2 separate regions of the Hordeum vulgare genome follow, and region 2 is linked to region 1. Evidence: chromatin contacts called from public Hi-C data. All regions are on one chromosome and are shown on one strand. The core of a region is the stretch at or near the end of the contact, and the rest is flanking DNA. Distances in the headings are between cores, read along the strand shown.

The links. A called contact is a pair of places that touch in the nucleus more often than the background predicts.
Region 2: a Hi-C map of leaf shows a contact between it and region 1, with 3 times the contacts expected there. The contact joins the promoter of LOC123444983 here to the promoter of LOC123444981 in region 1. A contact is called at or near these places in 3 of 6 Hi-C or Micro-C datasets (leaf and seedling).

Annotation. Positions count from the first base shown.
Region 1 is chr3H:553,501,981-553,506,361 of MorexV3_pseudomolecules_assembly, forward strand. It overlaps LOC123444981 (serine/threonine-protein kinase PRP4 homolog), which reads right to left and starts at 1,789. Exons shown (of 8, transcript XM_045121889.1): 1 at 1,266-1,789; 2 at 276-878. The coding sequence starts at 1,530.
Region 2 is chr3H:553,731,396-553,735,470 of MorexV3_pseudomolecules_assembly, forward strand. LOC123444983 (calcium-dependent protein kinase 3) reads right to left here and starts at 2,259. Exons shown (of 7, transcript XM_045121890.1): 1 at 1,335-2,259. The coding sequence starts at 2,016.

The DNA.
Region 1 (4,381 bases), core at 539-3,038:
CTCTAAAAGTTTACATAAAATGGTTATCACTGGCTAGTATAGCATTTTTGTCCTTCCTTGTATATTTGCAGAATGACAGCAGAGATTCAGGTCTTTATAATTCAATCTAGAAATCTTGACAGTTGCCAACCTTTTAAATGTTGTAATTTATTCCCCTTCCCCGCTACATTAGATTCAGTAAATAATTTCAAGTTGTGTTAATTCGTACAGGTGATTGCGATGAGAAATTTTACATCAGTACCATAGAATTCCCAACATGGAGTACAAATACTTACTTGCAGCAATTCCAGCATCATCATAAGTATCAAATGAGCTGAGCATTTGAAGCTCTTTCTCCACAACATTCAGCTCCAAACGCTCGTCTACCTGCCCAGAATCTCTCGGCAAATCGCACTCAAGCACAGCATCCTTCATCCGAAACACATCCAGGCCACACTCATCTAGTATCTCTGTCTGGTCATCCATGATCTTGTACCTCCCATACACAGCAGAGCTAGAATTTCGGACAACCTCCAGCTCCTCAAAATTCTTGAGCCCCCCGGCACAGCAACCGCAGAGCGGTGACGAGCAGGTGTACACCTCGGCGCACCCCTCACAGCCGTCATTGCCGGCGTGTTCATGCCGGCAGTAGTCGCCGTGGCCAATCACGAACGTTTCTGGCGGTCCTGAGCTGCCCTGAGCGCCGAGAACAAACTTGTCCTCCTCCTTGTCTCTGTCACCCGGCTTGGTATGGAAGATGTGGTCGTCGTAGAGCCATCCTTCCTGGAAGAAGAGGTCGGTGGTGTCGTATTGGCGTGCTGTGCCGAACTCCATCTCAGATGACGACGCGTCCGACAGCGAGTGCCGCGACGACCACACCCCATACGGGTTCAGTAGGCCTGATCCAAGAAACAGAAAGAACAAATTATTGGGCCAGAATTGTGATAAAATCTCCTAGATTTTGGAGAACAGAGCACTCGGCTAGGCAGGGAGATAGGAGTATAATTTTGTGACGGGCATTGTTGATGAACCGAACCCAGGGAGGGGTTTAACCAGCCCCCCAGGCCCCAGGATCGATTTCAATTCTTGAAAATCGTCCAAGACGGAGTATTTGGATTGAACCAGAAGCTTCGAATTTTTCTCGAAGCCAGCCATAGCCACCGAAATACCGGCGCAGAGATCGAGATTTCGCGGGGCAAAACGCAACCGCCGGCGTCGGGAACAGAGAGGGTGGGCCAGGAGGAGGGGTTTAACGGAAACGGGAAAAGGACTTACGGCGTGAGTACCTGAGGGCGATGAGCGCATGCTGACGAAGGCGGAGGAGGACGCCGAGCCGGAGCTGGAGCCGGGGCTCGCAGGCGGCGGCAGGGGGGCGCCGGCGCCGGAGGCCGACATGCGGAGGGGCGGGAGCTGGGGATCTAATGCGGCGGCGGGCCCGGGCTCCCCGTCCGCGGCGCGGCCCAGCACGTCGTCCCGGAGGGCGGAGGCGGTGCTGGCGAAGCCGTGCTCGGTGAGGAAGGCCATGACCTCGTCCAGGCCCGGCGCGGCCATGTGTTTTCCGTCCGGGGCGCGCGGGGGCGCGGGGCGACCCGGGCGAGGACGGGTGGGTTGGTGCTCAGGCGCGTCGCGCAAGCCGTGAGGTAAGCAGTTGCGTCGCCGCCATTGGAACTTGGAAGCGAAGCGAGCGACTCAGGTCGGGTCGGGTCAGTGCGGGGGGAGGGGAGGACGAGGAGGATGCGAGGACTGGAGAAGGAGGAGGCGAAGAAGTCAGAGGAAAGAGAGAGGAGAACACGAGGCCGCATAGGGGATCACCCGGGGGTCGCGTGTGCGTACGCATAAATGGCTGCCTTAATTGCGTTTCAGCCCCTCTGGTCGAGTGATTTTATACAAGTGCTCGCCTGATTTGGGTTTCCCCCCGAGCAACTGACAAAAACCTGATGCGGTTGTTTGGATAAAGTACTGCTTCTTTTTTTCTTTTGGATAAACTACTCTTTGGAGCATCTCCAAGAGACGCGTTAGCCTGGTTGTAATGGGAGTACTTCCTCCTTTCCGTTTAGAAGGCTCATCTTAAAAAATTCAGATTTTCATTATATTAGGCTTATTTTGAGTCTAATTGAGTTAAAGTGCTTTGAGTCACACGTTAAATTTAATTCATAGAGTTTAGAGAAAGAAGATGAGTGTCTATGCATGCATCGTTTTCTACATCCATCATGCAAGTCAAATGAGAAGGAGGATGCTACATTTATTGCCTTGGAAATTGAATATGTGAGAAGTATTTGATTGGCTAGTTAAAACTAGTGTCATCCACTCACGAGTCACCTTGGTTGATGTTGTCAAAAAAAAAGTCACCTTGATTGATGAGATTTCAGATTTGAGCCCTATAAACCGGAAAGGAGGGAGTATCATATACTAGTATCATGCATATGATACTAGTGTATGATACTAAATCCGTAATGCATAGTATCATGTGCTAGTATCATACTCCCTCCGTTCGGAAATACTTGTCCTAGAAATGGATATAATGGATGTATCTATAACTTAAATAAGTCTAGATACATTCATCTTTAGGACAAGTATTTCCGGACGGAGGGAGTAGAACGGTTCATTTATTGTCATGCATGACACATAGTAGCACAACATTTAATATGATACGGTATCATAATATGATACTCAACCCTCTCTTTCTTCATTTAATTTCATGTCACCTCATCAAATATGCCTAGTTGGCATGCATGTTACTACTTATGATACTCCCATTACAACCAGCTAAACTTATTGATACACGGGATCAAAAATGCTATCTTCACATATGAATGACCGTGCGACAGGCTTCAGCGAACGCACGACACCACGACGCGCTAAAAAATTGCGCGCGGGGAAAAGCACGAGGTCGCGCCTTAATTTTGGCGTGTGTCGGCCATCGTGCTTCATAAATCACGCGCCGCGTCCGTGTTGTTCAACCACCACGTTCCCTCCAGCGATCCACCGCCGCCGCCCCGCGCCTCATCGTCACCGCCCCATGCTCCTGAAAGCACATGTGCTCCCTTGATGGTTTTGGTAATTCATGACAACATACATAATCTTTTAAACTAATATGTTTATCTAGTTTATTCCAGATATAATTCACATAGAAGATTGGCTAAGGATTGTAAGAAAAAGCCCCAAGGAAGGAAAAGAATAGAATTGGGCAAGCTTCAAGACTCTACATTTTACATTTTGTGAGGAACCACATTTGAGTTCATAAGAAAGTCAATACTATTAAAAGGGGGTGAGGTGTCTATGATGATCTGTTGCTCAAGTGCTTAGAGATTAGACATAAAAAATACTCATGAAATTCTCCCACAAATATTCTGTCCAAATTAACCCCAAACTCAAATTCGGTGCCACCAATACTTCCAGATCGGCCCTACCGAGTTTTACCCTTGACAGAACCTATGCCAAACCCTAACATCTCGGTAACATCAACTTTGTTTTCGGTCGGACCGAAAAACAGTGACCAAGTCCCTCGATAGCTATTTGCTAAAATCGGAATTTTCGAGTTTTGCAAATCGGTGCCACCAAGTTTGCTAACTTCCTAGGCCAACCAAAATTGGACCCTCGGAGATAATATCGGTTTCACCGAAAAGCCTAAAGTTGCCACATTTTACACTACTCGGTGCAACCGAGGTTTTACTTCGGTTTCATTGAGTTGGGAAATAATGTTATAACGGTTGGATTTTGGAGATGCCTATATATACCCCCTCCACCTACCTCTCTTTCGCACAAGAAGTAGTCAAAACGAACCAACACTTGCCCTATCCATTTTCTGAAAGAGAGCCACCTGCTCATATGTTTAGATCAAGATATTCCGGTCCTACCATATGAATCTTGATTTCTATCCTCACCAAATTGCTTTCCACCTAATCAATCTCTTATATCCAAGCCAAATCTATGAGAGAATGATCGAGTGTTGAGGAGACTATCTTTTGAAGCGCAAGAGCAAGGAGTTCATCATACTACCACATCAATTACCTTTTGGAGAGTGGTGTCTCTGACTTCGTGTGTAGTTGAACCAAGAAGTTTGTAAGGTCAAGGACACCGCCTACTTCGTGAAGATCTACTCCGAGTGAGGCTAGTCCTTTGTGGACGTAAGCCATGGTGGAATAGACAAGGTTGCTTATCCGTGGAACCTTTGTGAGTTGAAACCTCCGTGGACTCTCGCAGCCGTTACCCTCCGTGGGTTGAAGTCGCCACCAACGTGGACGTACGATAGCACCATATATCGAAACTACGCCAAAAATCATTGTGTCATCTTTGCGTTTGATCTTCCTAACTTTACTCCTTACTTTCATGTGCATGTCTTTACTTTCCACTAATGTACTCGTAGACTTGCATGTGTAGGGTGTGCTTGACTTTCTATATT
Region 2 (4,075 bases), core at 1,009-3,508, 230 kb after region 1:
AAAATAAGTCTTTTTCTGTACAAAAAAGCGCACTGTACAATAGCTGCAAATCAACAACATTGCTAGCAACGCTACAAGGTTTTTATCTTAGAAGCGGACTATGGCGCGATGGACAGAGCGCACAACCCACCCAGTACCACGGTCCATTCGACATCAGCAGAGCGCATCAACACCCGTAGCATGCGACAGTACGATGTATGATCAGACGGTGTGGGAGCACATCGTGCCAGAGACTATTTTCCAATTGTTCGCACTGGGGTTTTCTCGTTTATCTTATGGTTCCATCTTACTTCTCTACACCGGAAGTCCCAACCAGTGAGCATACTTAATAAGCTATAATCACTACTTGTGTTTAAGTGTCACTGTCGGGACGAACTGCTCATGTGAAGAGTACCTCCTTACATTTTTTCATAGGATTTGGTTGCTACGCATTCTCCACATACAGGACAGGATTGTATCTCCAAAATTAAGTAAAATGGAAGATACACTTTCCATCCCCTTGTCCTAAATCCTCTCTCCATTAAGTCATGCTCTCAGACCATGTCAGTATGGTATCAATGAACTATCATCACAGCAAACAAGCAAGCAACTACTGCAAGCTGCATTATGAAGTGTTATTTCCCAAAGTATATACATCCAGCATCCCCTCTTAAACCATAATGATTTCAGCGCTATATCATTTCTCCTGAAATACAGCCCACTAGGCTCATCTCGCACTGAAGAACTGAATGTATTCAGTGCAAAATGACTAAATTTAGCAACAACTGACGTTCCACCACTGCTTCTTCCAATTCCTAGTAGTAGGTTGACACTAGAAACAACCTAGATCTTGGACCTGAAATACCAAATGCAGAACCTGCAACGCAATGTTCAGCAAACCAAACAATCGAAGCTGACGCAATTGCATACAAGTTTGACATTGAACTGCTACTCCATGAAAGGTCAGCATTTGCTCCTAATAATACCATATCAAGGGTACAACGAGTCGCCATTTAACTAATGTTCTGTGCAAGACCAGTAATTCTATCCTAATACCGCAGTAAAGGTGATGCATATACATTATCCGCCTGGCTGGCTTCTTGCCTTCAAATTCTGGTACCTAGACCACAGCCTAGCTGCAGTTCCGTTCACTAGCCTACCAAAATTCCTTCCGAGAATCCTAAGCTATGAATGGAAGAGAAACCAAGCAACCGCATTCAGCTACAGTGATGTCCGTTACCAGCACTTCACCTAAGAGAGCCCATTAAACCCATAAATCCCGGCACGTTTTTTTTTATTCCTCCAGAAATGCCCAAATTGGGAAGCGGATCTAAGATTCCAGGGGCTGGGCTTACCGGGCTTGAAGAAAATGGAGAGGCCGAAATCGATGGCCTTGAGCGGCGAGTTCTCCTTCTTGTTGGCGAAGAGGAAGTTCTCTGGCTTGAGGTCCCGGTGGATGACGCCGTGTCGGTGGCAGAGCTGCACGACCTCGACGATGGTGCGGGTGACGTTGGCGGCGGCGCGCTCCGTGTAGTGTCCCCTGGCGACGATCCGGTCGAAGAGCTCGCCGCCCTCGCAGAGCTCCATGACGAGGTGCACGGCGCCCTCGTCCTCGCACGCCTCCCGCAGCGCCACGATGCTGTGGCTCCGGGGCAGGTGGCGCATGATGGCCACCTCCCGGCGCACGTCCTCCACGTCGACGGGGGTGCGCAGCTTGCGCTTGGAGATGGACTTGCAGGCGAGCTGCTCCCTGGTGTCCCGGTCGACGCACAGGTACGTGACCCCGAACTCGCCGCGGCCCAGCTCCCGGTCCAGCAGGTACTTGTCGTCGATCCCGCCGATGAAGTCGCACCCCTCCTCGCCCAGCACGGCCAGCCGCTTCTGCCCTCCTCCCCCTCCGCCGTTGCCACCCGCGGCGCCGCTCCGGGGCTGGTGCGGCTTGTTCTTCTTCTTCTTGGCGGCGGCGGACGCGGGGAAATGAGAGGACTTGACGTCCTCCCGCGCGGCGGCGGCCGGCGAGCGGCAGCAGTTGCCCATGGCCGCGCGCGGGGGTCAGCGGGCGGGCGGGGGCCTAGGGTTTGCAGCACGGCATTGCCCGGCTGGGGCGCTGGGGGTGGGGGGTGGGGGGGAGAAGGGCGCTCTCCTCTAGTCTACTCTGCCACCAGAGCGAGCCTACACGCGGAGGGAGGCAGAGGCGGGCAGGCAGACAGGGAGGGGGGTAGAGGAGCAGTAACTGGGTCTGGGTGTGTCGCCGGGTAACGGTATGGCGGGGGACGCGTAGCGATGGAGGGGGCGGCCGGCAGCTTCTCCTCCTTTATCGCGTACGCCGACGAGGGCGGAGCGGCGGGGGTGGTTTCGACTTTGGACGTGCGTGCGTGCGTGTGCATGACCGGTGGGGCCTTCCCGCGTCTGGGTCCGTTTCCGGGTGCGGCTTGCGGTTACGCGGTGTGGGGGTGGGGGTGGGGGTGGGGGTGGGGAGTTTTTGACTGCGCCCGCGGCGAGAGAGTGGAGGGGGATGGCGTCACTCCTTTTCTCTTTTCTTCCTGATGAAGATTTGCGGGGTTTGCCGATGCACACACGCAATGTGTGTTCCATACTTTCCATCCAACGTTGTTTGTATCAAAATCAAGCATATGAAGTGTATATTTAGCAAAAGAAACTATAATACTCCTGTCATATTTGGTGCTATAATGTTGTAGTAAGACAACGAAAGGTGATATGAATAGGAGGGAATACATTGTTTTGGGATCTTACCTGGAACTGAAACTCCAAATTTGGCTTTCGAGCTTGTATACTGGCTTTTCAAGCAAATGTGATATACTAATAAGAACTGAAACGAGGTAGCTAGAGTACATTGCAGTGGGCTTTTCAAGACATTGTTGGGTTGAACGAGACATGAGAAAGTGACTGCGCATGGGATTTACGGAGGATGAAGACCAATGCGCGAAAAATATTTTTAATATGTAATCTAGGTATTAATTTGTGAAATCGGCGTGTCATTAAGCATTGGCTATGATATTGATTCGTGAAATCAGCTTATCATTAAGTTAGGCTATCGGTGATTTGCGAGTATTTTAGATTAATTATCCGATGGGTATAGATATTGTCAAACAACTAAGATTGCTAGTGTAGACACCCTACCCCGTGTATACAGGATATTTTGCCACTCAACTGCAACTCTATTATTACGGAATAAAAGTCCTTTTGGCATCGAAAGAGACTCGTGTTTTTTACCCTACCACAAAACATCCTACCATAGTCGGATCATTGGTAGTGTGACGACGAATGTGATGAAAAAAAGGTCATGTAAACGATAAAGTAAAACACCCCATACACGGAAATACAATTTGGCTCCGGGAGCACGTGCTCCTGCGCGTGAAAAATGGTGTTTGAAATGTCAGGGCGTCACTCCTTTTCTCTTTTCTTCCTCAAGATATGTCGTTGCACGCACACAACGTACGTTCCATCCAACGTTTGTATCAAAATCAAGCATTCGCACGTAGTTCGTCGAAAAATATGAGGCATTGTTTTGAAAACTTATCTGAAACTGGAACTATAAATTTGACTTTCAAACTTGTGTAGGGAGACTGGCTTTCCACGCAAATTTGGCTTTCAAACTTGTGTAGGGAGACTGACGTTTATATTTCTTAGGGGGTACCAAGAACTGAAACAAGAAAGCTAGAGTACAGTGCAGTGGCCTTTTTGAAAAATTGTTGGATTGAACGAGACATGACAAAGCAATTGTGCATTTGATTTATGGAGGATGAAGACTGGTGCACGAGTTTTTTTTTGCGGGGTTCTTGCACGGGAATATTTCGATATGTAATCAAGATATCAGTTCATGAAATCATCATGTCGTTAAGCATTGGCGATGTTATTGATTCGTGAAATCAGCTTATCATTAAGCTAGGATACCGGTGATTTGGAGGTAACATTTATTCTTCTCTCGTGAGTATTTAAATTTATTGTGTGATAGGTACAAATATTATAAAGCGACTAAGATTTCTTTTTTTACATAAAGCGACTAAGATTGTTAGCGTCAACACCCTAGCTCGTTTATCGAGGATCTTCTTTTGCCTCGCGACTCTAACTCTAT